2 separate regions of the Macaca mulatta genome follow, and region 1 is linked to region 2. The links are chromatin contacts, called in public Hi-C maps. All regions are on one chromosome and are shown on one strand. Each heading gives the region's core, a stretch centred on a gene start, on an enhancer-like site or on the middle of the called end of the contact. The rest is flanking DNA. Distances are from core to core; before and after follow the strand shown.

Region 1 (3,270 bases), core at 601-3,100, 57 kb before region 2:
GCTGTCCGGGTCGGCCCCGCAGTCGAGCAGCACTTTGACCACGTGCAGGGAGGGGAATCTGCCCACGGGGTAGCGGCCCACGTTTGTGGTGTCCTTGTCCACAGCCATGTGCAGAGGGGTGAAGCCGTTCTTGCCCCTGGGTGCGCACTTGAGCAGGCGGTAGACGGTCTGGTGCTTCAGGTGCTCCTGGCTGGGAGTGCACTCCACTTTCTCTAGCAGGTAGAGCAGGTGGAGGATGATGGCCAGCGCCTTGGTGAACTGGGCCGAGTCTCCGGGCTCCCTGGGCAGCTGCAGGGCCCGTTCCACTTCCCGGACCCCTTTGGTGAGGACCCCCATGAGGTCTGCAAAGCCGATCTGGGTGCCCAGACTGCCCTTGGCGGCCCGGTCCTGCAGCACGTAGGAGAAGAGTTCCGCGAAGGAGAGGAAGCTGCTGGCGGTCATGGGGCTCAGAGGCTCCAGGTTGGTCTGTTGCATGTCCAGGGCGTACTTCCACAAGCGGATGCAGCGCTCGAAATTGCCCGAGTCGGCGTACACGGCGCCCCTGTAACGGATATAATAGGAAGTGTCGGGGTGCGAGGGACCGAGGATGCGCTCCCGGATCAACAGGGCCTGCATGCGCATCTCATCCGGGTCGGTGATCAGCGCCTCCAGCTCCTCGGTGGTGTTGACCTCCCTGGAATAGTCATAGGCCAGGACCAGCTGTGGGGGCTCCGGTTTGGGCAGGTACTCGCCCCCCTGGTGACGCAGCTCCATGGCCCGCCTCCAGTGTTTGAGGGCCCCAAGCAGATCTCGTTTCTTATCCACATACGTAGCTCCCAGCAATTCCAAGGCTTCCACGGCAGCTTCCCGGCTGGTGGGACAGCAGCTTTCATAAGATTCCCCGTTCAGTGGTTCCTCCGGGGAGGAGCTACAGCATGGGGCCCCCTGAGGCTGCGCACACCCCTGGCTGGTAGAGGGGCCTTCTTGGGGCAGCCCAGGCTGAGCCTCTCCCCCTGCGATCTGCTCCTGGCCGGGCTGCTCCTGGATGAGGTACTCCACAATGTTGGTGTGGCCCGTCACACTGGCCGCAAGCAGCGGGGTCATGCCGTAGCCGTCACGTTCCATGCGGGCCTTGCACCCCAGCAGCAGCTGCAGGATCTCCAGGCTGCCGGACTCGGCGCAGTCGTGCAGGGCCGTGTTGCCCTTGGCGCTGCGCCGGTTCACCTGGGCGCCCTGCTCCAGCAGGTAGCGGGCGATCTCACGATGGCCCTTGTAGCACGAGATCATGAGGCACGTGTGGCCGTGCCGGTTGGCCACCTCAAGGTCGGCCTGGTGCTCGCCGACCAGGTAGCGCACCACCTCCAGGTGGCCGTCGAAGCAGGCGGCGCGCAGGGGCGTGGAGTTGGTGCGCGTGGTGCGGTTCACCGAGGCCCCGCGGCGCAGCAGGCTCCGCACCACGTCCAGGTGGCCGGCGGCGGAGGCGGCCCACAGCGGCGGCGCGCCCTCGATGGTCTCGCCATCGAAGTGCACCGAGCCACCGGCCTCCACGCTCGCGCCGCACCGGTCCACCAGGTACTCCACCACATCCAGGTGGCCGTAGCGCGCGGCGATGAGCAGCGGCGTCCCCCCGCCGGCCACCTCGCCTGTCAGCTCGTCCAGTTCCTCCCGGCTCCGGCCGCTGAGCAGCTTCTGGAGCAGCTGCAGCTTGCCGTCACGGGCAGCGTTGTACACGGCGGTGCGGAGGTCCATGGTTCGGGCCTCCGCCAGGCCATGGGCCGGCCGCCGGAGGACGGGGAGACAGAGGATCAGAGCCCGGACGGGCGGGAGGCAACCTTCACCGTCTCCCTCGCCGCCATCTTAGGGGTTCCTCGGGCGGAACAAAATGGCTGCCGCGACCCGACGAATGGGAGCACGCCGGGAAATGGAGTCCTCTGCGCGGGCCCACTCCATAGAACAAAAAAGGAATCATGGGGGATTAAGACTACACTTCCTAAAAGGCCACAGGACAGCCCCCGCGAGCTGTGAGCGCGCGGCATGATGGAAATTGGTGTTCCAGTTGCAGTGCATGACCGGGGAAGTTAGCAATTTGAGAACTACAATTCCCGTCATGCAGCGCTACACGACCTAGCTTGTGGGAACCGGCGAAATTTGGTGACGTACTTCCCATGGCTGTCTCTACGTCAGAGCCTATGGAAAAAGCCTGCACGATGCCCTTAAGGACTACATTTCCCAAAAGGCATGGCGAGCGACTCTGAGCCAGTCAGGACCTAGACCGAAGGCCAAGCTCGGCCAGAGGGGGCGAGTCATGATTCGGGGTTGGAGCATAGGTGAGCAGCCCACCGGCAGGGGGCGCCAAGAGGAGGCCGAAAAGCCAGGCAGGGCGAAAGCGTTTTGAGCTGGGAGAACAGGGAGAGATAAGGGTAAAAAATTACGCGCTCAGTTCTTATTCCCCCATTCATTTATTCATTCATTCATTTACATGCATTTATTTATATCCTAGCATATGTCAGAATTTCCTTCTTCTATTTTATTTACGTAATTATTTCTTATCTTTCAATAACTTCGTGGGATTTTTTTGTGTGTTTTTGTTTTTGAGACAGTCTCTGTCTGTCGCCCAGGCTGTAGTGCAGTGGTGCAATCTCGGCTCACTGCAACATCCACCTCCCGGGTTCAAGCGATTCTTGTGCCTCAGCCTCCCAAGTAGCTGGGATTACAGGCGCCCGCCACCACACCCAGCTAATTTTTGTATTTTTAGTAGAGACGGGGTTTCACCATGTTGGCCAGGATGATCTCGAACTCCTGGCCTTAGGCGATCCCCCCGCCTTATCCTCCCAAAGTGCTAGGATTACAGGCGTGAGCCCCTGTGCCCGGCCTGACATGCTGATTTCAATTCCTTTGGATAAATACCCAGAACTGGGATTGCTGGATCATCTGGTAGTTCTACTTTTAAATTTTTCTTTGGAACTTCCATACCATTTTCCATAATGGCTATACTAATTAAAATTACCATCAATAGTGCGTAAGTGTTCTCTTCAAATCCTTGCCAACATTTGGTACCTTTCATCTTTTTGATAATAGCTATTCTAGCAGTTGTAAGGTGATCCATTTCCTGGCATTTTTTTGACAGCAGTGAATTATGAGACAGAAATCTTTGGTGGCCCGAATTATTTATTTTTAAAATGTATTCAAGATGCAATATATATACACTAAAATGCATTTTTTTTTTTTTTTTTTTTTTTTGAGACGGAGTCTTGCTCTGTCGCCCAGGCCGGAGTGCAGTGGCCGGATCTC
Region 2 (3,222 bases), core at 96-2,595:
AGTAGCTGGGACTACAGGCGCCCGCCACCACGTCTGGCTAATTTTTTGTATTTTTAGTAGAGACAGGGTTTCACCGTGTTAGCCAGATGATCTCGATCTCCTGACCTCGCAATCCTCCCACCTTGGCCTCCCAAAGTGCCGGGATTACAGGCGTGAGCCACCATGCCCGGCCAGTCTCTACTAAAGTTTAAAAATTATCTGGGCATGCTGGGCATGGTGGCTCACGCCTGTAATCCCAGCACTTTGGGAGGCCAAGGTGGGTGGATCACTTGAGGTCAGGAGTTCGAGACCAGCCTGGCCAACATTGTGAAACCGTCTTCTGTACTAAAAATGTAAAAATTAGCCAGGTGTGGTGGTGGTGGCAGGTGCCTGTATTTGCAGCTACTCAGGAGGCTGAGGCCGGAGAATCACTTGAACCCGGTAGGCAGAGGTCGCAGTGAGCCAAGACCGTACCACTGTACACCAGCCTGGAGGCAGAGTGGGACTCAAAAGAAAGGAAAGAAAGAAAGAAAGAAAAAGAGAGAGAGAGAGAGAGAAAGAAAGGAGTGGAGGGAGGGAGGGAGGGAGGGAAGGAAAGAAGGAAGGAAGGGAGGGAGGGAGGGACAAGAAAGGAGGAGGTCTAGAGGTGGGGCTCAAAGAGGAGGGAGAGTTCCTGTAAGATGGGGATCGGGGGTTAGAGAGGAGATTGGGAAGGGAGGGTGCCTGGGAACTGGAGAATCTCCGTGGTGAGGCGTTAGGCGATCCTGGGAATTGGAGAATCTCCGTGGTGAGGCCTTAGGCAATCCTGGAGGGCTTCCAAGAGGCGTGGCTGGCCCTCCCTCAGGATGCTGCTGGAAGTGGCCCCCAAGAGCAGTGGCTAAGAGAGGGACAGAACAGCTGATGCTTTTTGACCAAGGAACACCAGCCAAAGGCCATGGGATGGGTAGGAGGAGTGCTTGCTGGGTGGGTCCCACTGTCTCTTCTTCTCCTGGGGGGCCCTCTTGCCCTTCCAGAGCAACCCCATCTTTCTAATCAGGCATGGGGGGCAGGGGGCAGGTGTGAGGAGGAAGAATAAAACCCCACTGCCTTTGATATTTGGGGGGTCCACGATGCCCCCACAGCATGTCTCTCCACACGGATCTCTGTAGACCTGGGCACCCCTAGCTGGCACCACCCTACCCTGGTTCATGTGGTCCCCCTCCCCCCTCTCCTCCCATCCCCTGTCCCAGCCCACTGGGCCCCCTGTTATCTTTAATTAGCCTTTGTGGAACTGAATTCATTGAGACTCTGACAGCCCTTTACGGTGGGGGGAGGTCAGGCCGCAGCTTCCCCGCCTCCCTGCCTGGCTAATTCGGGGGCTCTATTGTCAAGAGGCACCACCCCATCCCCCTCTCCACTCCCCTCCGCGGTTGGATTGCTTCCACAGACAATGCGGAGAGCTCATCGTTCTGAAGGGCCAGGGGCTGTAATTTCGTTTAATTCAGCCCAGGAGACAGCAATTACAGCTAATAAACGACCCCTAATCAGCTATCTCTCCCACTCCCACCCCTGCCACCCAGCTCCCCTCTCCTCTGGGGAGCCCTCCCTTCCCCCAGCCGGGGGAAGGAAGGAAAGAATAGAACAGCCCTGCCCTCTGAGTCTCAATTTTGCCTTCTAGGAAATGGGCATAGCATTGAACCCTGCCAGGCACACGCCACCACACCCAGCTAATCTTTTTACTTTTTGTAGAGGGATCTCACGTCGCTGTCCAGGTGAGTTCACCCCACCCAAGAGAGAGATCCAGTGCAGGGGAAATTCCAGCAGATTCTCTGTCTGTGTGTTGGTGGGGATAGACACAGGGGGATAAGGAGAGCATCTTCACGTACCTCCACCTTCCATGTCCCATCTCTCCCTCCATGTAGCCTTCAGGTGAGTGGCTGTTTGATTTTGCAGAGCTAAGAATATCCCTGAACGATGTGAAGTGGGCTTGAACTGCAGGCTGGTGAGAGGTACAGAGAGAAGGAAGGAGAGAAGGAGGGAGGGAGGAAAATCCCAGCCTCCTTTCATGCCCCTTCAGCTTCTAGAGTCTCTACTGCTTTCATCCCCATGACAAAAATAACAAGCCCACCTCACCATAGACAGAGTCTAGCTCTGTCGCCCAGGCTGGAGAGCAGTAGCATGATCTCAGATCACCGCAACCTCTGCCTCCTGGGTTCAAGCGATTCTCCTGCCTTGGCTTCCCGAGTAGCTGGGATTACAGGCACTGGCCACCGCACCCAGCCAATTTTTCTTTTTTGAGATAGAGTCTTGCTCTGTCGCCCAGGCTGGAGTGCAGTGGCGCCATCTCGGCTCACTGCAAGCTCCGCCTCCTGGGTTCACGCCATTCTCCTGCCTCAGCCTCCTGAGTAGCCGGGACTACAGGCGCCCGCCACCACGTCCAGCTAATTTTTGTATTTAGAGATGGGGTTTCACCATGTTGACCAGGCTGGTCTTGAACTCCTGGCCTCAGGTGATCCGCCTGCCTCAGCCTCCCAAAGTGCTGGGATTACAGGTGTGAGCCACCATGACCAGCAACCAGTCCCTCACTTTATTTTTTTGAGATAGGGTCTCACTCTGTCACCCAGGCTGGGGTGCAGTAGTGTGCAATCACAGCTCACTGCAGCCTCAGCCTCCTGGACTTAAGCGGTCCTCCCAACTCAGCCTCCTGAGTAGCTGGGACTACAGGTACATACCACGATGCCCGGCTAATTTTTGTATTTTTGGTAACGACAGGGTGTTACCCTGTTGCCCAGGCTGGTCTTAAACTCCTGGCCTCAAGCGATCCTCCCTCCTCAGCCTCCCAAAGTACCAGGATTACAGGTGTGAGCCACCGTGCCCAGCCCCATGACATTTTTAAGGTCCAGGCTGATTCTTCTACTGGCTGGTCCAATTCAATGGTCTTTTATTATATCTTACTTTTTTATTTTATTTTATTCTTTGAGATGGAGTCTCACTCTGTCACCCAGGCTGGAGTGCAATGGCCGGATCTCAGCTCACTGCAAGCTCCACCTCCCGGGTTTACGCCATTCTCCTGCCTCAGCCTCCCGAGTAGCTGGGACTACAGGCGCCCGCCACCTCGCCCAGGTAGTTTTTTTTTTTTTCTTTTTTTGTATTTTTAGTAGAGATGGGGTTTCACCGTGTTAGCCAGGATGGTCTCGATCTCCTGACCTCGTGATCCGCCCGTCTCGGCCTCCCAAAGTGCTGGGATTACAGGCGTGAGCCACC

The links. A called contact is a pair of places that touch in the nucleus more often than the background predicts.
Region 1: a Hi-C map of fetal cortex germinal zone shows a contact between it and region 2, with 5 times the contacts expected there. The contact joins the promoter of FEM1A here to the enhancer-like site in region 2. A contact is called at or near these places in 9 of 14 Hi-C or Micro-C datasets (CD4 T cells, blood, cortical neurons and 5 more).

What each region holds. Positions count from the first base shown.
Region 1 is chr19:5,646,243-5,649,512 of T2T-MMU8v2.0, reverse strand. FEM1A (fem-1 homolog A) reads right to left here and starts at 1,850. Exons shown (of 1, transcript NM_001258156.1): 1 at 1-1,850. The coding sequence starts at 1,728.
Region 2 is chr19:5,588,979-5,592,200 of T2T-MMU8v2.0, reverse strand. No RefSeq gene overlaps it. Among named protein-coding and RNA genes, the nearest start is that of TRNAV-CAC, 10 kb to the right of the region's middle. Within about 2 kb of position 1,345, at least 5 of the 40 cell types and tissues checked have an H3K27ac peak or open chromatin away from gene starts, as enhancers often do. A contact at or near this core is called in fetal cortex germinal zone, where this site is marked.